Linked DNA regions of Mus musculus: all the other regions are linked to region 3. Evidence: chromatin contacts called from public HiCAR-type and promoter capture Hi-C data. All regions are on one chromosome and are shown on one strand. The core of a region is the stretch at or near the end of the contact, and the rest is flanking DNA. Distances in the headings are between cores, read along the strand shown.

Region 1 (3,578 bases), core at 477-2,976, 1.4 Mb before region 3:
TTCAATGTTAGTCAACCAAAATGAATTGAAACGCAGCAGCAGTGGTTTGAGGGTACTAAAAATAAGCCTTAGCATTTGCTGAGTTCTCAGAATTAAAACCACAGGCGGTCAACTTGTTGCTGTTCTTAATAAGAGCTGACTGCTCTGCCCACCAGTCCCTACTGCCAGCCGCTTAAACTACCGGACACCTAACAATGCTGTTTTTATTAGTTGGCAGCAGTCATTAAAGGAAATGTCATTTCCCTGGGACTAAACTTTCCCTGGGACTAAACCTGGCCAAAAAAAAAAAAAAAAAAAAAAAATAGCATGTAGCTTTCAAGAGAACACCTACACTGGTCACAGTCACCTTGTGTCTACAATCTGATTAGTTACACATCCATAGCTATGATTCCTTTTAATGCCTGCCTTCCTGCCAGTGCTGCATCTCTTCTCCACTCCGGATTTAATTTTTGGAGAATAAATAAAAGGAACTCAATTGTGGACACCATACAGTAGTAACACACTGAGCATTCCCACCAGGACTTGAAGACTGTTGTCTTGGACCCTTGAGTTCTGTATACCATGCCAAATGTCTTACCAGCCATCCCTTCAGGGTTTCTTATTAAAGTTTTCAGTGACCAAAGGGGTAGTAGAACTGTACCTAATGCATCAGTCTGATTAGAAACCTGTCATGTTCAGAAACCAGAGGGGCTGCCTCCATTGATTCTTATGCATTCACATTCATTATCATTTTTTTCTGTTCAATTAGACCTGCTGATCAACCATAGAAAAGCTTGAAAGCCCTTCTTTCACCCAGCCACATTTAACACTGAAAAAAAAAGAAGCCTTGAAAGTAAAATTACAGCCCCCACCGCCCCCCTCCCGCGCGCACACATGTTCTCTGTGTCTGTCTCACAGTCTCTCTGTCTCTGTCTGTCCCTACACACACACACACACACACACACACACACACACACTCACACACACACACTAAACACGCCAGGAGTCAGAGGCTGGGCTCAACCTCCATTCCACTATCCCACTTCAGTCAGATGAGCAAGACACATTTTCGTCCTGGCTGCTCTCTCAAACCCATACCCCAAGCGAGTGTCTCCAAGGAGCTAATTTCTGAAACAAACAAAGAAATCCGAGTCTGCAAGGAGCTGGGGTTTGCACCCTTCTTTGGCTCTGAGTATCCAAGGTTTCTGGCACCAAGGCAGACAGGTCCCGAGCCCAGCTGTGCCCTCAGCTTCCCTGCGCCTTCTGCCCCTGTTCCAGCTGTGCAGAAAGTGCAAGGCTGCTGGCAGCTACTGCTCGCCAGGAGCCCCAGACTCCAGGTCCGCACGCCTAGGACACCACCGAGTCCCACCACTACACTGTCACCGCTCAGACGCAAAGGTGTTGACCACCTTAACAAGTGTCCCAGTGACGCTCGTGTCCCGCGCCACGCTCTCCTAGAGCGGGAGGGACGGCCACAGGTAGACTCTCCATCCCAGCACGGGCGCCCGCGCGCTGAAACTCACCAGAGGACACGGAGGAGCCGGACAGACTAGAGTTGCTGGATGCTGCCATCTCGGCGCCGCGCGTCACCGCTCTCTCAGTCCTGGTGCGGGCGGCGTCGCCGCTGCCCTCGGCCGGCTGCTCGCAGCCCGCGCGGCCCCCAGCCCATGGCAAAGTCCTGGGGACGCGCGGGAAGCACCGGCCTCCGGACTCTGCCTGTACTTCCTGCTCCGCCAGATGACGCGCTGCCGCCGCCGCTATTTATTCGTGCTCGCCGTCCCTCTCGGCGCCTGGGCGCACTCCGCTGCGGGCGTCGAGGTGGCAGGGGCACAGCGAGGCCAAGGCGGCCGGCCAGGAGGATGGGACCACCTCTCTCGGCGTCCCCGCTGTCCCCGCCGCGGGCCCGCTCCCTGCGCGCGACTGGAACCTGGGCGCCCTTCGGCTCCCGGCACTGACTCTAGGGATCCAGCCTCTCCCGCCGCCGCACTTCGAGCGGCCCGGGCAAAGGCGGGGGAGACAGATAGACAGCGACCTCCCCCTTCTCCCTCCTCCCCAACTCGGCTCGCGCGCGCACACAAAGGAAGGAGAGGAACGCCGGCGCTCCGGGCTGAATCCGCTCGGCCGGCTTGACAGCTCCTGCAACCCTGGCTGCAGGGGGAGGCTGCAGACCAAGGGGTGGAGACCATCAGGACTCGGAGCCTGCCCCGAGGTGTTGGGCACGCCGCCAGGGACGCGAGGCGGGCCGGGCAGCAGTGTACAGTGCTGCTTCCCGAATTAGAAGGGGATGGAGGGGTCGTAGGAGGAAGGTGGTGGGACTGGCAGCAAGCTCTAGGTTTGGATCAGCCACACAGCTCGGGGGAGGGGGTGCAGGGGTGGGGGTACTTCCAGAAGGAGAAGACAAGGTCTCTAAGGATTACGTGCGGGTTTGGAGCAGGCCAGGATGCCACCAAGGCTGGGAAGCGCCCTTCCCATCACCCTTTAATTTGTCCTTTGTTGGTCAGGAACCGAAGGTCCCTGCCCTGCCACAAGAAGCGTCTCCTAAAGCAGAGAGAGCTGATCTAGCTACACTTAAGTACCCCAGACACTGGCAGGGACAGTGCCCCCAAAGTCCACTATGCTTCTGAGACCGGTGCTAAAAGAAATAGAGACATCCCAAAGGTGGCATCGGTCTTACACAAAGAAAGTGGTTCTCTGCCCCTTGGTAGGATCTTCACAAAAGACTGACTCTGCAGCAGGTGCGACTGAATCCTTTAAGGATAAGGAATTGCCTAGGTGTACCGGAGAAAGGGACTGGAGCCGGTGTGTGCCATCCTCCTGTATTTAAACCTAAATTAATTTTACTGGAAGGAAATGTCATGCAGATATATATTTTTTAAAATCCGTTTCACGCTCCCAGCAGGGTAATCGGTTCTTTCATTCCTAAAGCTACAGAAAAACTGTGAAATTTGAACAGAAATTGTTAGATCAAAGGGAAAAAAAGCAAACATTAAAGGAATGAAAGTACTCTCATTATAGAGCAAAACGGAAAGTGTTCTCATTGGGAGCGGCACGATTTGAAAAACATGGCTAAAAAGGACATAGTCCATTTGAAAATGATCAGGAGTGACTCTGGAACAGCAGCGAGGTCCTGGGGGCCTCCACATCGGAAGAGGACCTCATGTACAGTGAATAATAAATGTTAAAGGATCATGATATGCACTCATGTCACATTTTCTACTTGATTTAAAGTATATGTTATATCCCCACCACCACCGGGGATGCCATCCCAGTGTGACTGCCCAACAAGTGCCCCACCCACTTTTGTTTGTTGATTAGTTTAAAGGGGTGGGATGGGGTGAACTTCTTGCTGAAAGCCTGTGGGCCACTTCAGTTACACTGAGCATTTTCTTCCTGGACTCCATTTACAGGGGCTCTTAAGACAGATCTGCCTGGGTCAACTAGACTCAGGTACTGCCAAGTCTCCCTACCCCAGACACTTTTGGAGGGCACTGCAACCTTGAGGTGACCTCATCTGGAGCCTTATGGGGACATATACTCACCCAGCATGATCTTGACCACTCTATGAGAGTGAAACTTCTTGGACACCCAGAGTTCAAGAC
Region 2 (3,472 bases), core at 913-3,412, 1.9 Mb after region 3:
AGCCACCAATGGACCTTGTTCTTTTTGTCTCTAATAGCCACCAATGGACCCTGTTCCTTTTTCTCTAAAGAAAGAAGTAGCTCAGATTTCAATTGTCCACATTACTCAGAGCTGAAACACAGACTCCATAGACCGGACTAAGGAACAAAAGCCAACTCTTGTGTTTTAGGACATGTCGTGTGAATATTCACATCCCACACCCAACAGCAGCTTGCCTAATTGTGTTTTCTCAAAGCAAATGCCAACATTGGTTTTATCCCCTGAGCACACACCAGCTGCTCAGTAGAAGGAAGCCAGTTCAGCATTAAAAATTGACCGCAAATAGTTAGAGGGCATACGAGCCACAAGCCACAGGCAGATAACATGGTGGGATATAGCATTATTTATAACCAGGGGTCAATTGTCCCAACCTACCCTGCAGCCTGGCTCCCATCTCTGCTGAGGCTGTGGTCCTGTTACAAGTCTTAATTGGCCCCCTTTTATGAATGTATTAGTAGGAGCATAAACAAGGTCATATGGAATCTAGAGGACATTAATGAGACCTGTGTAAATTTACATCACTCAGAATGCAGTTGTTAGATCATTTTCAAGTGAGTAAAACCCAAAATTTGCTTTTTGCTTTGCAATTCATCTTCTCACCAGCAACTGCCCACTGTAAAGGCTCTCTGAGGCCCATAAAGGGACGGGACCTCAACGTGTGTTTCATGGAATAACTGAATCCTATTAAACTGAGGTTTATTTTCACCTTAGAAGCTCTGATGAATAAAACGGAAGATGGAGCCATTTTCATCCAGTAAAACAAACCTTTACTGGAGAGGGGAGAAAAAGGAGAAAGAAACTAAAATGTCAGTTGCTGATGCGTCATTCACCCGCTGCTCAGTAAATAAACATAACATCTATTAGTTGTCATGGAAACACTTGGCCTGACTCTGAGCCTCAAAGCTCCACAATAAAGAAACCCTGATATTTGAAGCTCGACACAAACAACTCCTTTGGCATTTCTCATGAGCTCACCAGCGAGCATTTTCCTCCGTTGCCTTCCTTCCTGGGACATGAATGCATTTGTTTCGGAGAAAAGAGACAAGTATCTTAGAAACCCATCAAAAACATTTGAATGCAGTACCTTGGCCATCTCTGCTCTCGCCGCTCCTCCCCCCACCTCTCTCTTAACCTCTCTGCCTGAGAAGAATTTAAATGGCTTGTTTAGTCACTGCACATTGTGCTTCCTGTGCTCTGTGCTGCATGAAAGGGATTGATTGAAACATTTATAGTAACCGCGTGGGCAGGAGGAACCAGGTTTTCTGCTCAGCATGGAACACTGTTAGATACATAATAAGCAGCCACAATACAGGCGGTAGAGGAGTATCCCGCCATTGTCTCCTCTTCAGGAAAGAATTTTTCGTTAGTATAGACTTGATGTGCATTCCCAACACTCAGTAAGAGAGTGGCAGCTCAGATGTGTGAACACAGATAAAGGATGCTTAAGCCTCCATCCCCGCCCCCCGCCCCCAAGGTAACTAACTGGTCGCAGAAATACTGCTCAAAAAAGTCAGATGATGTTCCTATAGAGTGTTTTTTTCTTAATTCGTGGAATCTCTAGCACGTCACAAAGCAGGAATGGATGAGTTTAAAGGTTTCAGCTGAGCATCACTGAAGTGTCAGGGTCCCCATTGTTAATAATCAACTGGGAACAAGCCCCACCTCACATCTGAAAGCAAGTGCCACATCTGAAAGCAAATGCTCGAATATTCAGCATTTCTAAAGCCCAGGAGAGTTGACAAGCTGGGCATAAATCAGAGTGATTTAAATTCCCGATTCCCTGGCTTTGTTCTAAGGATGCCCCACACACATTTATCCCTAACATCACACTGACCTGGACCAGAGCTGAGGGCCTGAGTGGATTGCAGCAGCTACAGCCCCAAGTATCAGACAGGAATGGCGGTGTCTGCCTCCCTCCAGGCCTCAGAACAACTCCTTCTGAACACTTTGCGACGTTCCATTAAGTCTTCTGAAATGGGCGGAGGGCAGATTTTATTTATCCCGATATTCTAATGGGCCCTTTTCATCTTTGCATGTAACTATCTCTGGATCTTTTCAGCCCTCATTAATTCATCTCTGGATACTCACAATGCTTTCAGCAGCCCCACGATAAGGAACTAATTGAAGAAGGGACACCGAATGGCTTCTGAATGGATAGGGGTTGGTCTCAGCATCTCAAAATGAACTCAGATGGCCCTTGCATCAGAAAGCCAGAGTCACAGGACCCACTGGGCTTCAGCCATCCTGAACCAGAAATCCCTGGGAGATGGTTCCCAGTAGGGAATCTAGGGAAAACCTTCTTAGTGACTGAAAGGAGAGCCCAGGAATCCGCACTGTGTAGTCACAGGGCCAGGCACATGTAGAGACTACTTAACATTCGCAGCGCTGATTTGAATGTGCCATTTGTTATGTGTGTCTCCAGAGAAAAATAACTGTTCACGTTGTCATTTCCCTATGTTTTATAAGTTACATCTCAGTCAGATTTGTCCCTTGCTTGGCAGTGTTCTCCCTTCCAGGAGCTGGTTTGAAGAGCAGCCTGCCTTGCCTCTTGAGAGCTCTATGGAGGGTGCCAGGATGTCATGATGTCACATCATCAGCAGGAGCTGAGGATCGGGACTCAGATCTCCCCTCCCACACGGCCTTGACTTCATCTCCTTCTACACCGATGAGCTTCCTCATAGCTGGAGTTTTGGACACAAATTATTTGTCACATAGGTTCAACCTCCTGGATTCTCTAATGCTGCTGCATCACGGACAGAGGAAGGGAAAGAATTGGTGCATGCTTTTTGGATGGTTCCGAAACCTTTACAGTGGGGCTAGTGAGATGGCTCAGCAGTTAAAAGCACTGGCTGCTCTTCTAGAGGTCATGAGTTCAATTCCCAGCAACCAGCAACCACATGGTGGCTCACAACCATCTATAGGGGAATCTGATGCCCTCTTCAGGCAGGCAGATATGTATGCTATAGAGCACTCATACATTAAATAAATAAAATTAATGAGAGAGAGAGAGAGAGAGAGAGAGAGAGAGAGAGAGAGAGAGAGCGAGCGAGCTAGCTCCAGGGATTGGCTATAAATTCTCTGGGGCCATCCAGGTATGCAAACACTCCTGTCACCTCTCCATGCAAGAAAAGAGTTTCTTTTCTCTAGAAGTTTCCCTAGCAAATTAAGGAAAAGCAGAGTCAATTTCCATCAGAGCATGAAAGCATGGGAAACCTTTAAGCCATGGTACCATCAGCTAACCTTACCTCACTTCTGAGTGCGGCTTGCTTGGCACTGGCCTGGAACCAATCTAGAACCTTGTCATACGCTCCTGTCTGGATTGGTTGCCTAACATATACTCCATCTCTCAGCAAGGAGTCAAGTTGAATTTGTCCCACTTCCAGGTCTGGCTGGAATGTCAGCCTTCCCTAACATCCTTCCAGAACCCTTGCTG
Region 3 (3,480 bases), core at 544-3,043:
AATCGAAGACTATCCAGTAGCTACGATGTTATTTGTTTGTTTATACTTGTTTTGTTTACTTTCTCTTTACATCTGACTTTCTTTTCTGTTTTTAGGGTGGGGCAGAGGACTGTTTAGAAGGGAATTGGTTTCCTATAGCTCCAGATGGGTCCTTGAACTCCCGTATGGGTTCCTGGGAACATTAATACCATGCCAGAACTCCTGAGCCTGCAAAAAAAAAAAAAAAAAAAAATTGACAATCTTAGTTTTCCTTTTATCAGCCCTGTGGGTGACTAGGAAGAGGCACTTTGCTTTTTAAAGGTCAAACTTGAATCCCTTGATTTTGCTTTTTAGGATGACTGCAGCACAAGGAAAATGAATTAAAACAAGACGAACACAGGTGTTTTTTGTCATTTTGTTTTGTTTTGCTTTTTTTTTTTTTTTTGAGGATGGAAGGTAGGCATCTTGGTTTTCTTATTGCTTGCCCTCCCCCTACCCCCCAAGCCCCATTCTTGCCTCTTGGCCTACTTTTCTTCAAAGGTTACAAGTCTTGTTTTAGTGTACTGAAGATAAAAATTCTCCAGTGGAAATTGAATACTTTGCGATTATCCTCAAGGAACAGATATTCAAATATGTATACTGTCTTACTTAGGGTTTCATTGCTGTGAAAAGACACTATAACCATGGCCACTCTTATAAAAACAAAACCATTTAATTGGGGCTGGCTTACAGTTGCAGTGACCTAGTCTATTGTCATCATGGTGGGGCACATAGCAGCATCCAGGCAGACGTGGCGCTAGAGTTGGTGCTGAGAGTTCTAGGTCTTGATCTGAAAGCAGCAGAAGGGGACTGTGTGCCACACTAGCTGTCGTTTGAGCATATGTAAGACCTCAAAGCTGGTCTCCACAGTGATGCCTTTCCTCCAACAAGGCCACACCTTCTCCAATAAAGTCACACCTCCTATGTGCCAAGCACTCAAACATATGAGTCTATGGGGGCCATGCTTATTTAAGCCACCAAATATACCAAATAGTCAAATAAGGAAAGATCAGCAAAATATCTGTTTTTATAATATACATATATACTACTTCCTGGGTTTAAATGTACCATTAGATTTTGGGTTCAAAAGATGCAGGTTGTAGAAAATTTTAAACATTGACGCATTTCTTGGAACTCAGTAAGTTCCTAGAAATTCTACTCTTCAAAGAGAACAGTGCTATTAAATTACTTCCCTACTACTTTTCAAATACGACTGGAAAAACCATTGAGTTGTATATCACATAGATTTCAGTTATTACACACATGGTAGATTCTGTGATTGTGTTTCAACAGACGCTGAAAATATATATGTTAACCCTGGGAGGTCCATGTATTTATTACTGAAGTTAAAAATGAGTCCCTATACTAGGAAACACAACATTTCTGCTCTTTCCTTTAATACTGCAGTAGCTGCGGTTCTTGTCTGGGAGGAAGAAAAACAATTAGCAGCCCAGTGAAGAGGCAGTTGCTCAGTGCAGGTGCTCGGAGGAGGCGGTAGTGAGCGACAGCCACCGCCTCCCACACACCCCTCAGCTTTTGGGTAAACAAGAATTCTCTCACCCAAAGGTTGTAAATTCAGCAGGAGCCGGAGGCAAGGCAGGGCGTCTATGGATTTCGGGATCCTGATTGGACTGTTCCCGACTCCGGCCACGCCTCTCAACACAGTGCTCCGCCCCGCGCTGGGCGGAGTCCAAGCCGAGCAAGGAGAGCGCGTGCGCGAGCTGTCCTTACGGAGGTGCGGGCCATCCCGGCTGCGCACACTCGTAGTTCACAGGCCGTGTGTGAGGCGGCGGAGGTCACGGCGCGGAGGCGGGGCGGGGGACAGCATGGCAGCCTCCTTGGGGTTCCGGGGAGCAGCCTCCGGCCTCTGGTACTGGAGCGGCCGGCGGCGGCCCGTGGGCAGCCTTGCAGCGGGTAAGGACCTCGCGCCCCATCTGCTCTTCTTCCTCTGGTCATCCGAGGAGGGCTTTTCGCCCGAAGGGCTGCGGTTGGTTTGAGGGTAAAAGCGACAATTGTGGTCGCCTCCTAGGCCTGGGCCCCCTTGTAACTGCCTCCTGAGCCGTCAGCCTTCCACTCCTGCCCTATGCCCGGCTCCAGATTGTTCAGCGTTTCCTCTGCGGGACCCAGGAACAGCTTGTGATGAAGGGAGGAATGTTTGGGTCCCTGGCGTGCGCTTTGGATTTGGGGCTCCTAGGACATTTGGAGGGCTCAGCTCCAGAGGTGACCCCACCGCACCCACCTCTGGGACCCCTGGCCTTCCAGCTCCCTGGCTTCACCCTAAGCGGGGGCTCCCTCAGACTTCAAGGCCTAATTTGTGTTTTAACTACTCTAGTCGGTGGCATGGCGGTATCCTAGAAATCCAGCAAAGTTTGTCACCCTTGACCAGCAAGCAGAGCGAACTCCATTATGAAATGGAGTTGTGCTGCCTCAAAGTGGTGGACTTTTGTCGAAATATTAACCACAATTCTTTGCCTCAAAGTTGTGTCTATAACCTAACCGACTACTATGCTGTGCTGCAAGTATGGAAAGTGACCAGGTTTTAAGCTTTTAGAGCGACATGAATATCTGAGAACTGCTTTTCACATGAGGATCTCCCAAGGCCTTAGAATGAGTAAATTGGGACTTCTCCAACAAGATCCAGGAAGTACCCCTTGTTTCTCCCTGACTCTTGGATTTTCTAGGACATCAAGACACCTCTTTAATTAAGAATTGGTTGAAATGGTCATTACCAAGGCTTTTAGAATGCAGTTTCTCATTTGCTGTGGACATGACCATAAAGAAAAATTCCCATGAGGGTTTTCATATGCTACTTGTCTAGCAGTTAACCTGTTGGGAACATGTGTTGAAAAAAAAAATTGGTTGATTTGTGGGAGATACCGAAGGATTTTTTTTTTTAAATGTAAAAGTTTATTTTAACAATGTGCTGGTTAGCACTATCATATACAGGACTAGCAAACAAAACACCGTTGCCTTTGCTTAGCATGCAGGAGGCTCTGGATTCAGGGTGCTTGTGTTCACTTGTTTTAATTTTTGTGTAAGAAATATGTTGGGAGTTGATTTCTGAGCAGCTCCCAGTCTTTGCCCTCAGGAAAAACTTATGAAATTTCTTTCTGCTTTGGAAGAGCATTTGTGTGCAATAGGTAGCAGATGACAGATAAGGAATTGTGATTAGCCAGATGCAAACACATGATTTTGGATATAATTTTTTTCTTTTTAAAAACACTTTGAAGGGAGCAGCAGTTTTCTTATCAGTGTACAACATTTTGAGATCTGATTAGTTCAGGATGATATATTTGCTGTTTAGTGTTTTTACAAGGTGACTAATGATAGTTTCTTGAACCATTCATGTACCTTTTAAGGGTTATGAAAGTTCTTACAATTCATGATAGGAGAGTCTGAGGCCAAAGCTTATAATCCTATGCTCTGACAGCAGGAAGGACCTGTCTCCCTGGTGCTGGGTAA
Region 4 (3,648 bases), core at 1,036-3,535, 1.7 Mb before region 3:
ACTCTTCACTCCAGCCCTTCCAGGCTTCTCCCACGCAGACTTGCTGGATGGGAGTTGAGGGAGAGCCCTGCACAGAGAAAAAAAAAACAGAACTTGGGTTGGTCAAAGTAACATTCTACTCTCCTCAGAGTTGGAACTCATGGCAACTCTGTGACCACTGGCCACCTGCAGAACAACCCTGATCTACAAGGTTGAGTTCCTTGAACTCCCGCCCGACCTCAACCTTTGCCTTACCTCCCAAGCAAGTGCAGTAGCTATCCAGTGGAGATCAACCTGGCTCCAGAGGAAGTATGGGCTGGTCTGCCACTCAGCCTGACTGTATAAGGACCACTACAGGTGCCCACCTACCTACCCTACAACCGCTGCCAACCACTACATGTGCCCACCTACCCTTAGAACCGCCACCCTTCAGAGGAACACCAGGAGGGGAATGTGTGGGTGTGGGGTGGGGAACCTAGCTTGTCCTGCCCACTACAGATGAATAAAGATCAGGTATTTTCTTTATTAGTGATTGAAGAGGGAGTTCCCAGCCCATTGTGGGTTAGACTATTTCTGGGTTGGCAGTCTTGGGTTCTATAAGAAAGCAGGCTGAAATCCAGGCAGTGGTGGCACATGCCTTTAATCCCAGCAATCCGGAGGCGGGCAGAGGCAGGCAGATTTCTGAGTTCTAGGCCAGCCTGGTTTGAGTTCCAGGACAGCCAGGACTATACATAGAAACCCTGTCTCGAAAAACAAACAAACAAAGCAAAGCAAGCAAGCAGGCTGAGCAAGCCATAAGGAGCAAGCTAGTAAGCATGGCTCAAATTTCTGCAGTCTTTTTCTAGGATGAGCGGTGATGAGCGGTGTATCCAAGTGAGAAAGCGGGGAGCATAAATTCATGGTTGTGCTTACTTCAAACTGCTTCAAACCACTTCTGCCTTGTGATTTTCAGAGGCTGTCTAGACTTAACTTCCCTTGGAAACCGCCATCCCACTCTTCCTTTAACTCCCTAGAGCCAATCTCCACACTGTTGGAAGGCCGCGGGTCCCAACCCTTCTTTCATAGTTCTCTATCTCTTGAGGATTTTACTTATTGTAAACAAAGTCTTCTGGTACTTTTCTTTGCTGGTTGCCTTTCCATCCTCCAAAGGAGAGCGCCCAACCAGGAACTCCAGAAAACCATTGAATAACGGAGCCCAGACGCTCCTGATAGTGCAAGCCAGACTCTTGGCACACTTCCTGTGAGCGTGCTACTGGACACGGCCACCACGAGTGGGCAGGGCTCGCGCGCGCCGCCCATTTCTAGGTTTCAGCTCCGCCGCTTCGCAGCCCACGCACCGCGGCGCTCCTGGGATTCGCCAGTGCGCAGGAGGGAAACTTGTGCGGCCGTTTGTTGTTGCAGGTTCTCCCGGAACTGCCTGGTAGAGGAAGTCTCTGCGCCTACGGGGAGGCGCCATCTCCTCCCTGGGGATGTCCTGAGGACTCACTCGGACTGGGGCTTGAAAACCGTAAAAGCAGAACCAGCTCAAAGTTCTTTCCCTAAGAAAGGCGCCCACACCCTTAGGCACCGTCAACGTTGGGGTCTACAAACGTCTTACTCCCTATTCTGCAGATCGGAAAAACACCGCACCCCAAGGCATTTATTAATGGTGGTGGGCAGCCACCCAACACTTTCTTTTCCACAGTGACCAACTTGGTGTGTACGGAAAGGCTTTGTGAGAATTGCGCAAGGAAAAGATGGCAAATAATGCAAAAGTAGGCAGATCACTGTTCTGGGGGGGGCCTCTCCTCTGGCAGCAGGAGGAGGGGCACTGCAAAGCGCTAGACAGCATTCTCCAGGGACTTCGTAGCGCCAGGGCCTGCCTTGTGAGACGCAGAGGGACTCTGGTTCACTCACCTGTAGGGGCTTTCAGGGCCACTGCGGCGCCGCGCTGCGCCGCGCGGGCTGTCTAGAACACGGAGGGGGCGTCTCCGGGTGCCTGAAGCTTAGTCGCGGTGTCCCTTATCGCTGACTAGGAGAGATGCAGGAATCGTTGTTGCTGATCTCGCCCAACACCCCTGACACTCGCACACTGTCGGAACAACCTGGGGTTGGCAGCACGGTCCGCTCAGGTGGCAGGGACTGTCAGATCCTCCGCCCCAGGGTGAGTCTGGTCAGCCTTTCCCGGTGGGAGTCTCACATTCTAGGGCGCGTCCTTTCTTCCCGTTCACTCTGCTCTCTGGCCTCAGCTAGACAGGACCTGGGCTACTGACTCCGGCGCACTACCCTTCCTGAGCGTCCGTAGGAACGCGCTGAGACATCTGCCCACTTGCTGGTGGTTGGCCAAAGGCCTGAAGACACCAGAACTGAGGAGGAGGGGAGGGTCAGGGTGGGACAGGAGGCGGCCGCCAGGCTACAGGTGCAGGTAGGCGTCCCCGCCCTTCTGGGGACCAGATTGGACGAGGTTGCAAACGTGGTTCCAGCCCTGCGGACTCTGATTGGAGAAAAAGCTGTGCTGCGCCGCCTCCCTGCTCGCGTTCCGTTCTTGCGCTGAGGTTTGAGTCCCAAGGCTTTCAAATTTTCTAACTCGGAGAGCTGATTCAAACTCTGTCATTGTTTGGGAGTTTCAAGCGCCCTTACCTAAAAGACTAAGAGTTGAGAACCATGTCGTTGCTGTCATCGGGCGCTATCCTAGTACTATAACTCACTTGGGTCAACTCACTTGGGTTAACTCACTTGCTCATCAGACCGCCCCAGGCCTGGGCACTATGGCTCCTAACAGACCTGCAAAGGAACCATGGCTTTGCGGAGGTTAAACAGTTGTCCAGGATTGCATGCTGAAGGGCAATCTCGAAGTAACGGGGTTGGAAGTTTGATTCCAGCTTATCAGCTTGTTAGTCTTGGGTTCTTACCATAACTAAGTGCCTATGCTACAAAGCATCTTTCGCGTTTGGGCGACCGCGCATCGACACCCATCCAAGCATATTACTCCAGCCCAGAGCCACTGAGAGGGTGAACCAATGGGCCCCAGCACCGTGCAAGGTGCTTTAGCTCGGTGGTTATTTGTCAAAAACGGTATTAGAGGAGACATTTCTCTAACTAAGGCGAAGTTACGACTTGAAAGAGATTTTGGGGGTCTCTAGGCTTGCAGACATGCAAGTAGGACCCTTTCTTTGCCTCTAAGGTAGGCAGTCCAGGCAATTTGTCTGCTTTGAGCACTTTCTGCGGGACAAGCCTGGTGAGAGACAGATCACCAACCAACTCTGATCTCTTGCAATAAGGATTTGATAAGCAGGCAGGAATTTTATAGAGACTTTCAATACAGTAGGGAAGAGGAAAATACAAGGACTTGGTTGGTGTCTTAGTTTGGATTCAATTAAAAAATGAAAGATGAACATACACTGTGTATTTGGAAATGATTTGTTTCTAACCAGAGATTAGAGAACTCCCCTCCCCCTTCCTCCCTCTGCCCCTTTCTCTCTCCTCCCCCTTTCCCCTCCTTCTCTGCCCCCCTTCCTCCTTCCTTCCTTTCTTTATTGGTGGAATTTCACTATGTAACTAAGACTGGATTCAAACTCTGGCATACCACCAAAACTGACTCTTGAGGTTAGTTTTAAAGTGGGGACACTGAACCATAACACTGGTACTTGATAAAGACTAGTTGCCAGCTTTAAAGGAAGCTTTCCGGAG
Region 5 (3,282 bases), core at 5-2,504, 1.3 Mb after region 3:
GACGGGAAAGGCCAGGATCTCTGTTTCACACAGTGGGTTCTTTAAATGTAAGCTCAGTCCATCACAAGCTTAAATGCTGTCTTCGGTATCTTTCCCACCCCTAGGACTTCCAGAAGGAGACGTTTGACCTCTGCTCAGGACGGGCTTTCTGAGTTCTTCACAGAAGGGGTCCATTCATCCTGTGCACCAGATGGCAGACTTCATCTCTGGAATTCATCTGCTTTCTAGGCTCATGTTGCCAATTCATGAACGTGACTTACAAGGAGGGTTAGAGATAGGCTTAGCGTTGGTTTTGCTTTGTTCTGTTCTGTTCATTTTATTCGAATGTTTTATTGTGATAAAAAATACATAACATGGACTAGAGAGATGGTATAGCCATTAAAAGCTAGGCTCTCAGCCGGGCGTGGTGGCGTACCCCTTTAATCCCAGCACTCGGGAGGCAGAGGCAGGCAAATTTCTGAGTTCGAGGCCAGCCTGGTCTACAGAGTGAGTTCCAGGATAGCCAGGGCTACACAGAGAAACCCTGTCTTGAAAAAAAAAAACAAACAAACAAACAAAACCAAAACCAAACACAAACAAACCCAAAAGCTAGGCTCTCACAACCAACTCTTTAAAATGCAGATACCATAAAATTTATCATTTTAACCATTTTAGTGCACAGTTTAGTGGTGTTAAAGGCACCCCACGTTCAATACCAATAACTCTTTTTATATTTTTTTCCTGATCTTTTTACTAGATATATTCTTTATTTACGTTTCAAATGTTATTCCCATTCCTGGTTTCCCCTCTGAGAACCTGCTATCCCCTCCCCCGTCTCCCTGCTCACCAGCCCACCCCCTCCCGCTTCCTGGCCCTGGCATTCCCTTGTATTGGGGCATAGAACCTTCACAGGACCAACGGCTTCTCCTCCTATTGATGACCGACAAGGCCATCCTCTGCTACATATGCGGCTGGAGCCAACTCTTTTTATCTTATAAAACGAAAACTCAACTTCCTCATCTCAGCCCCTGCAGCTACCAGTGTGAGCTTGGTTTTATATGGTTCCCTGGAAATTACAATATGACATGTCAATACAGTTTTTTTTTTTTTTTTTTTTTAGGGAATACGGGCATAATTTCACTATATTTCTCCACTTAAAAAATTGAGGAAGGAATTTCTTTGTCTCGGACCAAATTAAAGTCCCTCGGGGACAAGCTTGAGAGCGGGTTGGTCGTCTTTAACTGCACGCGGAGCGTCGGAGCAACTTGGCCAAGAACAAAGAGCCCTGTTCACGTAGGCAAAACAGCGACACCTGCTGATCGATCGCAGAATTACTTTTCAGACAGATTGCTGAGGGTTTTTTTTTTTTTTTTTTTTTTCCTGTCTCACTGTGTACTGGCTTCTATTTGGAAAAGCTGTTGTCTAATCATAGACTATGAATGTTATTTGTTCGAGTCAACTCTGGGATTAGGCACACGGTAGCCAGGCAGGTGCTGGTGCTCTCTCAGGTCTGGTTCACAGCAGGTGGGCGGGCATGTGTGAGCTGCTTGTCCTGACCTGGAGCTTCACCAGCTTCTCTGTGACTGCCAGCTTCTCTCCTTCCACTCTGTAGGGAAAATGTCTCTACCGATCCCTGACCCTGTTCACACTAACCCCCTTTCATAATGTCTTAGAAAAAAAGAGAGACTTTCGTTGCAACCTCACTCCTTAAGTGGCCTAGGAAGGAAGAACGTGCGAATCTTTCTCTTTGATTGCCCTGCCTTTAATTAAATTACACCTGCACGTTCTATATATGCACACACACTGTGACTTACATATATGATCCTTAAGGAGAGGCCCAGGATATATTTAAATCCTAATCTTACCTGATATGTCCCTAGCACGTTCCCAGCCTCATGTGTTTTTGTTACTCAAGCTTGCTGACAGAGGGAAACCTCCTGAGCTCCTGCTATGGTGGGTATGAAACACTCCCTCTCCCAAGTGGTTTCCAAGTCGGGTTGGGTTGTGAACTCTGCCACCCTCTTTTCCCTTCCCCAATTGAATCAGAATTTCTGGAGTTAGGACTCAGGAACCTGGATGCGTGATAAGCACCCAGGTGATTCCTCTGCTGCATTGCCAAGGATAACCTTGAACTCTGTGTGTGTGTGTGTGTGTGTGTGTGTGTGTGTGTGTGTGTGTGTGTATGAGAGAGAGAGAGAGAGAGAGAGAGAGAGAGCACAAGCGAGAGAAACAGAGAGAGAGAGGGAGAGAGAGAGAGAGAGAGAGAGAGAGAGCATGCTTACAGCAAGTGGAGGTTGAAGGACAGATGGAAATTGATGCTGGTCCTTACATTCTTCTTGTTCCACAGAGGGTCTCTTTGCTGGCTTCTGTTGGGTGAGCTGGACTGGCTGATTGATTCTTGGCTTCCCCTCCTGCCACAGATGAGTGCTACTGCTCTGAGCTTCAGGTGGCTTCTGGGGTTTGGATTCAATTCCTCCCTGGCAGACACTTTACCCACGGAGCACCCACTTTCCCACCCCCCGACCTTGAACTTCTGCTCCTCCTGCCTCCACTTCCGGAGCGTGGGGATTGGATACCTGCGTGCCTTTTCTCGTGGTGCTGGAATTGCAGACCAAGGCTTTGAGCATGACAAATCACCAGTCTCTTGAATCATAGCTTGAGCTATGCTGAGACTTGGGGTATATGCAAAGACACATACACAAATATGTCCCGGAAACAATTGTATGTTTTGACCGCTGATACTTTGTCTTCTATCTCATCAAAAGACTTTCGGTGCAGCCCGGGCCTAGAGTCTTTGGCAAGAGTCTGCCGTGGCGGCTTCTGCTATGCCTGTCACTGTGCACACATTCCGTGTGCAGCCATAGCTTTCCTTCTTTCTTTCCTGCTTGGCCACTCCATATGTCACCGCTGGTGACATTACATCTAAAACTTTTCAGACGGAGTCACACAGCTACTCCCTGAACAGGAAGTCACTTTCAGATCACCTAAGGCAAAGTGGGGGGTCTCGACCCAGTGCAGGTAAACTGCACAGTGAATTCCAGGCTAACCTGAGTCACATGAGGCTCTGTCTCAAGAAACCCCAGAATATTTTAAAATGAAAGTTTCTGTCTTTGGTGCTTATTAGCTTATAATTGACAGAATATTGGGAGAATGGGTAAAGCAGGTCCGCCACAAGGCTTAGCCATCTGAGTGGATGCTGATTGGATGGATTGTGAACATCAGCTGTTACCTGTCACCTGACTGGAGAGCCTCAGGGAGTCCCTTTCTCATATTTAAAAAAAAAATGGAATTAAACATTCTTTT
Region 6 (3,383 bases), core at 457-2,956, 1.7 Mb after region 3:
AGAGATATTCTGTTCCGGCTTCCAGAGAGCCCTGCTCCCTGCGGATTGCAATGTGGCTCGCAGGCCACTGTGATCTCTTCCAGAGCAGACTCAGGCACCAGGCAACCTCTCTCACTTCCTTGCAGAGCCTCTCATGCGGGAGTCTCAGAGTTGGGAGGAATCTTAAAAGTTTTGTGGTCTTATCTTCACCCCTTCCACATCTAACATCTGCGTCTCTTAAAGGACCAAATGTCGTTATCAAACGAAAGGCAGTGGTTTGTGATAGATGAAAAGAGCCTGGCCCAGCTGTATGTAGTGAGATTTACAGAGCGAATCCATAGATGGATTCAAAGATGCAGCCTGTGGCCCAAGTGGCCCATCCGCAGAGTGTGAGTTATATCCCAGACAGACAGGCTGGACCAGAGCCTCCCTACCACAATAACAACCAACGCCCTTCAATTTTGAAGCTCTGCCCAGGCACACTCAAGCTACTTGCTGCTCCCTTTTCTATAATCCTTATTTCTTGAAAGTGCCTACACAGCTCATGCAGTTAAAAAAAAAAACCTCCATTCCAAAGCCATCATTCTTAAAAGGCAACATCTTCTTTTGTATATTCTGTGAGCAGAATTATTCATCAGCATAGAACTATCATCCTCAAGGTACCAAGGAGCAATCGACCTTCAGTGCCTTACCTGGCCTTTTACATAAGGAATATAAGAGTAAAATGACTGTTCAATTTCTCAGCAAAAGTCATTAAAAACATATATACCTTTTGACTTTGCAATTCTGCTTCTAGGAACTTATCTCAAAAAAAAACCCATATTAACCAAATAGCCAATATCATTTAAGATAATTTCCATTAGCTTGCCTAGAGAGATGGCTCAGAGGTTAAGAGTTCTTCCTGGGGTCCTAGCTCTGCTGTCACAGGCAGCTCATGACTGCTTAGAGCTTTAGCTGCAGGGGATCTGACGCCCTCTACTGGCCTCTGAGAGCACATGCATGCCCATGTGTAGACACAGACAGACAACACATACCTGTACACAGTAAAACACATCTTTAAAAGATCACACATGGCTTAATGCAATCATTATTTATTCTTAACTTAGGATGCTGTTCAAGGTGAAAGGTTAACTTCCATATGTAATTTAAGGACCCAAATCACTCTATCTTGTAATTGTGATATGAATATCAAAATCCTCCCTGACGAATGAGGAGAGAGCAAAGAGAAACAGCTGAGTTCACTAAGGATGTTGCTCATACAATTATGACTATCTTTTTATTTATTTATTTTTTTGCCAGAAGCTGGTGTAGTGGCCACAGAAACTGCAAAGGGTGCTTTGAAGTATTATGTTCAATTTTGCTTAATCGATGGCTTATTCCCAGATTATCTGAATAGAGAACATACACCCATAAACGTGACACTTATACAGCCATTAAAGAGGTTGTTCTCCCTGCCAGCTAGCTTTCATAGTCCAGACAGTTCTACGCAGGCTGTTAGGGGAAAGATCATCCAAGCTCTTACCCAGATGTGAAACCTACAAACTACAAGATCAACCTGCCTGGCAAGATGTGCAATTATGGAATTCCTATTATAGGGGTAGCCAAGCACTCTCTAATTGGACTTAAAACCTGCTCCACAAGAGGGAGCCCATGCCTGGAAGCCTGGTCAGAAACCTGTGCCCTGGAGGGGAACTGAAGACTTTGTTTAGCTGAACTGACTTTCGTGTCATGCACAAGGCACTAGTTTTAACCCCAGCCTGGGAGAAGGAGGGGGTGGCTTTGTACACACCTGCAACCCCAGTTCTTCATCAGTCCAGGCTTACATAGCCAGATCCAATCTTAAAGACAAGAAGTGTCACAGGAAAGTAGTGCATGACAGAGTACAATTACTCTGGTGATAAAAACTCTGTAAGACACAGACAGTATATCATTTCAGTATATAATCAATACAAATTAAAATAATAAAATATATGTTTCATATTTTATTGTTCTCTCTATGTGATGTCTTTAGAATCTGCATGAATTTCTCAGGATGGTATTGTTTGACCTGCCACAGTAAATGCACGTAGCCAGTAGGTATTGAATGGGCAGCAGTATGTTAGAGTGTGAGAGGGGTCCCAGTGTAGGGGATGCAGCAGTGTGAGGGAGATAGGAGGAGGACATTGTCTAAGATACACGCGGTGTTTCAAAATGCCACTGAGACCGGTCTTCACATCTAACACTGTTTGCCATGTTCATTTCCATGCTGGCCACCAGGGGTCACTAGAGAGGAAGAAGTGAATTTTTTTTCTTTTTCTTTTCTTTTTTTTTCCTAAGGAAATGCTACAGCAGAGGCCTGAAGAACGTATTCACAAGTACAGATGCTCCTCGGTTTACAACGGGACTATGTCCCCAACAAAACCATTGTAAGCTGAAAATACCATGAATCAAAATTACACGTGTACACGAAACTATGAAATACCAGTAGGCAAGATCCACCAACATGTTGTCGAGTTTATGATAACTATATTATAGTTCGTGAGATGGACTCAGTACTGGATCATAAATAAAATACAGGCCTGTGGTAAGCATACACTTCATAAATTGTTTACATTTGTAAGTTTAAACTAGCATATATTGAACTCCGTATTTGGGGTGGGGGTTGGAATGAATGTATGTTGGACTGCTAGAAAATGAAAAATGAAACAGCAAGACGAACATTGGGATCAAATTCAGAAGTGACTCTAAGTTCTAGAGTGTGCTCTGTGAACCAGAAGAGTGACAGCTACTCAGTGTCTGGGACAGAGATGTGTACTCAGTGCCACCTTAGTCTGTGATAGTCAGTAATATAGTACCCATTTCACAGATGAGGACATGGAGGCACAGAGATCTATGGTACATTGCAAAACATGGATTGTGCCTGTCCTACCTGTATGAAGTTTCACTGCGTGGGTAGAATGACCCTGAGCATGGAACGTGTGGGATATTCTACCTTAGAGCAGTCACCATAGATGCCCTGAGAAGAAGTGGCGGAGAGTAGCTAGGTCAAACCTTAATCAGAGAAAGGAGGTGATTAGACTCACACTAACCAAGAGGTGTTTTGGAAATACCAGCCTTCCCTGGTTCATCTGTCAGGATGAGTTTGAGTTAGGAAGAATCTGTAAGAAAACCACGTAATATTCCAAGGACAGATGTCAGTGGCAAAATGGCCAAAGGATTTTAGAAGCAGAGCAGGCATTGTGGCCACATCCCTGCTTTATGGAAGATGTGCCATGCTCACATGAATGATGTGCCTCACACTAAACCTTGGCACTCGACTGGGACTTTTAACTTCCCCATTCATTGGCTTTTCCACAATTAACCAATTAAAAATTCTGGAGCCATAGATATTTGGGCTGGAACTGAAGTCAGCTAGAAAAAAAAAT
Region 7 (3,685 bases), core at 83-2,582, 1.4 Mb after region 3:
TGGCCTCACATTTTCTTACCACCATATTATCTCCAAAGTCCTTGCATACATTGTTCATCTCATCTGCTTCTGGTGACAGAAGAATCTCTGATGGTCAAGGGGACCACTGTTCCTCCATTTCATTTGCTTAGGAAGCTGGGAAGCAAAACCTTCTGCTGAGGGAGGATACATCATGACGGCCCAGTCCCTGACCCTGCCTGTCACAAAGGATTGAAGTGGCGTGTGCCTTACCACTGGTACTGTTCTGGCCAAATGTCAAAGTCAAACCTCATCTTTTTCTTCCTGTCTTCTTTTATCCTCTTTGTGTCCCCCCTTCCTCCCCCTCCCTCTTCTCTCTCCCTCCCTCCCCCTCTTTGTCTTCCTTCCTTCCTTCCTTCCTTCCTTCCTTCCTTCCTTCCTTCCTTCCTTCCTTCCTTCCTTCCTTCTCTCTCTCTCTCTCTCTCTCTCTCTCTCTCTCTCTCTCTCTCTCTCTCCCTCCCTCCCTCCCTCCCTCCCTCCCTCCCTCCCTTCCTTCCTCCCTTCCTTTTTGAGACAGGGTTTCTCTGTATAGCCCTGATTGTCCTGGAACTCACTCTGAAGACCAGGCTAGCCTCAAACTCAGAAATCTGCCTGCCTCTGACTCCCAAGTGCTGGGCCACCACTGCCGGGCTCTTTCTTTCTTAATAATGGTGAATCAGTGATGGTCCTGGCTTCACCCTGTCTGGATTTGCGTAGGAGGGGGGAGGGAGGAGGGAGGGAGGGAAGGAGGGAGGGAGGAGGAAGGGAAGGATTGAGGGAGGGAGGGAAGGAGGGAGGGAGGGAGGGAGGAGGGAGGGAGGAAGGAGGGAGGGAGGAAGGAAGGAAGTTGAGACAGAGCTGCCATGCCTGAGTCTGAGCACGGGGTTAAGCTCTGCCATTCTTCATATGCAGAGAACTGGGTGCTGGGAGATCTTCACACCCTAATTTAGGTAGTAGGATTTATTTATTTATTTATTTATTTATTTATTTATTATCAGCCACAAGACAATTCTAAAACAAACGGTAAGAGAAGATGGAAGTGAACTTGAAATGGTGTGAAAGAGTTGTCACTAAATGTTCGGGACTATTAAATGACTTCCCTTGGTGGTAGTGGGCACAAGTGTAGAGTGTCACGGTCTTGCTCTTACATATTCATAAGACAGGATTGCCAGTGGAGCAAACAAACCTATGGCTGGCTCCAGACGGCTGGCTCCAGACGGGCACCAACAGCGACTTAACTTACTGATTGGTCAGAGCTCTGACTTCCACTTTGCATCCTTGGCTTCTGCAGACAACTTTGACCTCGTTCTGGAAGGAGGTCGCATTTGGCAGGCTTGCTGAGCTCCTTGTCAGAGCCTCTCTCAGGCTGGCTGCCAATAACCCTCCCAGTTACTGTGTTGTAAGTCTGAGGAAAGTTGTTTTGGGTCATCGCCCAGGGCCTGATGCCCCAGTTGTTGACACATATGTCACAATCTTTATATCGCTTTATAGAGCTAAAATTACACATCACGAGGAGTAGAGAATTTACTCTCTCTGCAGTTGTAGCAATTCTGTAGTCTGGAACCTTAAACGCAATGTTCCCTTTATAAATAAAAATTTAAAACCTTCATGTCTACTATGTTTGGAAAGGCAGAAATGGCTGGCCCCACTAACTTCTATCCTGTCTGTTTGACTTGCATAATTTGGGTGAGTTTCTGTTTCCTGAGAACACATGCCCTCATTAAATCTCTGGGCATTTGGATACTGCTAGAATTCCAATATGTTTAAAACAAAATCAAGCGTCACCTGTCCACATTGTGAATGTGACACTGCTGCCCACAGAACCTTGAGTTTTCCTGGGAGATTTTCATCCTTGTGTTTAAGGCAGCCTCTCACATGTTTTGTTTTGAAAAGTGTGACGTCCAATCAGAAAGGAGATGTGTATTTAGCAAGGAGGTAGAAGAAGGTTCCATAGGAACAGGGTGAGAGGGAAGAAAAAGAACAAAACAATCTCCATTAGCCTTTGCCGCAGGGTCTCGAGCTATTCTTAATCTTGACAGCAGGATTAATGAGGGGAAAACAGTCCCCAGAAGAAATGTGGTCAGAGGCGCTGACCTACCCTCCATCCCCTCACGCCAAGAGGGACCGAGTCTAGAGAAAATTTCCCCTGTGAGGGTTACTGGGAAAACAAGTCTTTGGATCTTGGTAAACACTCATCGACCTTGGGAGCAAGCAGCCTGGGGTCAAAGCATAACAGAGCCTCAAGGCTGAGGAAGAACCTTCTGGAAGGCTTCGGGAAGATCACCTATAACTTTATGAGACAACGTGGAGCCCTTACAAAGCTGTGCTGGGTAGAGCCAACCTATGGTCCGTGGCAGGCGGAGCCCTTTGTGGGCAGAGCCCTTCGAAGGCGGAGCTTCCAGCTGGGGCCCTGGGAAAGATGTCAGGAGAAAGCAGAACTTGGAAAGTCTTGGAGGAGATGGGTACAGGGGATAGGAGAGTGGGAAAGAGGTATTGGAATGACAGGAACGGGGAGTGTTGTAGTGAGTTGTAGCAGTTAAGATGCAAAATCTGCGGGCAATGGTAGTATACACCTTTAATCCCAGCGCTTGGGCGGCAGAGGCAGGTGGATTTCTGTGAGTTTGAGATCAGCCTGGTCTAGAGATCTAGTTCCAGGACAACCAGGGCTATACAAAGAAACCCTGTCTCAAAATAAATAAATAAATAAATAAATAAATAAATAAATAATTTTTTTTAAAAAAAAGGAAAAACTCTCTTCTGTATGCTCTTCTCACTTAGATTGTCTAGAACCCACCCTTCACAAAAGGTGGAAATGCTCAACAGAGACTGTACAGGACAAGAAAGCAGCCATTTCCCAGGCTAAGGTCAGACTCTCCTACATAAAAACATGCACATAAGGGCATGGCTTGTTTCTCTGAAGTCAGAGATGTGAGAAAATACACTGAAGGTGACTTCAAATCAGTACCTCCATAAAAATGTATTTTGTTTACAATTTATACACCCAATTCCTCATTGTCCATCAACATCTAAGTAGTGGGTAGATGCCTCAGTGATAGGAACACCTCACGTTATGAGCTGAACAGTCTCATGTCAACTTGATATAAGCTAGAGTCAGCAGAGAGGAGGGAGCCTCAACTGGGAACTGTAGATCAGGCTGTAGGCAAGCGTGTAAGTTGTTTTCTTAATTAGCGATTGATAGGGAAGGGCCCAGCCTATTGTCGTTGGGGTGGCCTTGGGTTGATGGTTCTGGGTCCTATAAGAAAGCAGGCCGAGCAGGCAGGAGAGCAAGCCAGCGAGCAGCACCCTCCATGGCCTCCGCATCAGCTCCTGCCTCCAGGACCCTGCCCTGTTCGAGTTCCTGTCCTGACTTCCTTGGATGATGAACTGTGATGTGGATAGAAGAGATGTGTTTTGGTCATGGCGTCTCATCGCATCAGTAGAAACCTTAAGATGCATTAAAAGTTTTTTTTTTCCATATTATTTATCCTGTGGGGTAGTCAAAGTGTTCCCAGTTTTTATTCTTGCTAATAAGAGTTTTCTGAAAAGCCAGAACGATGTAGTAAGACTGAATTCAAGCTCGGGAGGTTTCCTGGTTCCCAGTTTAAAGCTAGCCCATCCATTTTACCACACCTTCTCCAACAAGGCCACACCTCCTAATAGTGCCACTTCCCATAGGCCAAGCAAACGC

What was found. Promoter capture Hi-C pulls out the DNA fragments that hold promoters and counts their contacts. HiCAR-type assays count read pairs that join an accessible place to other places.
Region 1: a contact with region 3 is called in a promoter capture Hi-C map of liver, with 3 times the contacts expected there. The contact joins the promoter of Chn2 here to the promoter of Hibadh in region 3. A contact is called at or near these places in 3 of 39 promoter capture datasets (the 3T3-L1 cell line and liver).
Region 2: a HiCAR-type map of astrocytes shows a contact between it and region 3, with 2.5 times the contacts expected there. The contact joins the promoter of C530044C16Rik here to the promoter of Hibadh in region 3. A contact is called at or near these places in 3 of 39 promoter capture datasets (hippocampal neurons and liver) and 1 of 115 datasets of contacts at active chromatin or transcription factors (astrocytes).
Region 4: a contact with region 3 is called in a promoter capture Hi-C map of liver, with 3 times the contacts expected there. The contact joins the promoter of Prr15 here to the promoter of Hibadh in region 3. A contact is called at or near these places in 2 of 39 promoter capture datasets (hippocampal neurons and liver).
Region 5: a promoter capture Hi-C map of the HPC-7 cell line shows a contact between it and region 3, with 3 times the contacts expected there. The contact joins the enhancer-like site here to the promoter of Hibadh in region 3. A contact is called at or near these places in 3 of 39 promoter capture datasets (the HPC-7 cell line, hippocampal neurons and pre-B cells), 2 of 115 datasets of contacts at active chromatin or transcription factors (astrocytes and pancreatic cancer cells) and 2 of 9 other capture datasets (adipose tissue and liver).
Region 6: a promoter capture Hi-C map of pre-B cells shows a contact between it and region 3, with 2.5 times the contacts expected there. The contact joins the enhancer-like site here to the promoter of Hibadh in region 3. A contact is called at or near these places in 5 of 39 promoter capture datasets (hippocampal neurons, liver, pre-B cells and 1 more) and 1 of 9 other capture datasets (adipose tissue).
Region 7: a contact with region 3 is called in a promoter capture Hi-C map of hippocampal neurons, with 3 times the contacts expected there. The contact joins the enhancer-like site here to the promoter of Hibadh in region 3. A contact is called at or near these places in 2 of 39 promoter capture datasets (the 3T3-L1 cell line and hippocampal neurons), 1 of 115 datasets of contacts at active chromatin or transcription factors (astrocytes) and 2 of 9 other capture datasets (adipose tissue and embryonic stem cells).

What each region holds. Positions count from the first base shown.
Region 1 is chr6:54,038,080-54,041,657 of GRCm38.p6, reverse strand. It overlaps Chn2 (chimerin 2), which reads right to left and starts at 1,726. Exons shown (of 13, transcript NM_001163640.1): 1 at 1,503-1,726. The coding sequence starts at 1,551.
Region 2 is chr6:50,774,805-50,778,276 of GRCm38.p6, reverse strand. C530044C16Rik (RIKEN cDNA C530044C16 gene) reads right to left here and starts at 2,162. Exons shown (of 5, transcript NR_045984.1): 1 at 2,128-2,162; 2 at 1,874-2,008.
Region 3 is chr6:52,638,613-52,642,092 of GRCm38.p6, reverse strand. It overlaps Hibadh (3-hydroxyisobutyrate dehydrogenase), which reads left to right and starts at 1,793. Exons shown (of 8, transcript NM_145567.1): 1 at 1,793-1,932. The coding sequence starts at 1,845. LOC115490472 (a small nucleolar RNA gene) reads left to right here and starts at 2,738; the gene lies at 2,738-2,859.
Region 4 is chr6:54,325,538-54,329,185 of GRCm38.p6, reverse strand. Prr15 (proline rich 15) reads right to left here and starts at 2,285. Exons shown (of 2, transcript NM_030024.3): 1 at 1,876-2,285; 2 at 1-67. All of the region lies in intron 4 of 9130019P16Rik (RIKEN cDNA 9130019P16 gene), which reads left to right.
Region 5 is chr6:51,382,158-51,385,439 of GRCm38.p6, reverse strand. All of the region lies in intron 1 of Gm6559 (predicted gene 6559), which reads right to left. Among named protein-coding and RNA genes, the nearest start is that of Gm6559, 4.1 kb to the right of the region's middle. Within about 2 kb of position 1,254, at least 50 of the 459 cell types and tissues checked have an H3K27ac peak or open chromatin away from gene starts, as enhancers often do. A contact at or near this core is called in the HPC-7 cell line, where this site is marked.
Region 6 is chr6:50,937,879-50,941,261 of GRCm38.p6, reverse strand. Gm31686 (a long non-coding RNA gene) reads left to right here. Exons shown (of 4, transcript XR_377658.3): 3 at 2,296-2,542. Among named protein-coding and RNA genes, the nearest start is that of Gm31686, 4.8 kb to the left of the region's middle. Within about 2 kb of position 1,706, at least 17 of the 459 cell types and tissues checked have an H3K27ac peak or open chromatin away from gene starts, as enhancers often do. A contact at or near this core is called in pre-B cells, where this site is marked.
Region 7 is chr6:51,214,293-51,217,977 of GRCm38.p6, reverse strand. No RefSeq gene overlaps it. Among named protein-coding and RNA genes, the nearest start is that of Gm32403, 8.8 kb to the right of the region's middle. Within about 2 kb of position 1,332, at least 48 of the 459 cell types and tissues checked have an H3K27ac peak or open chromatin away from gene starts, as enhancers often do. A contact at or near this core is called in adipose tissue, where this site is marked.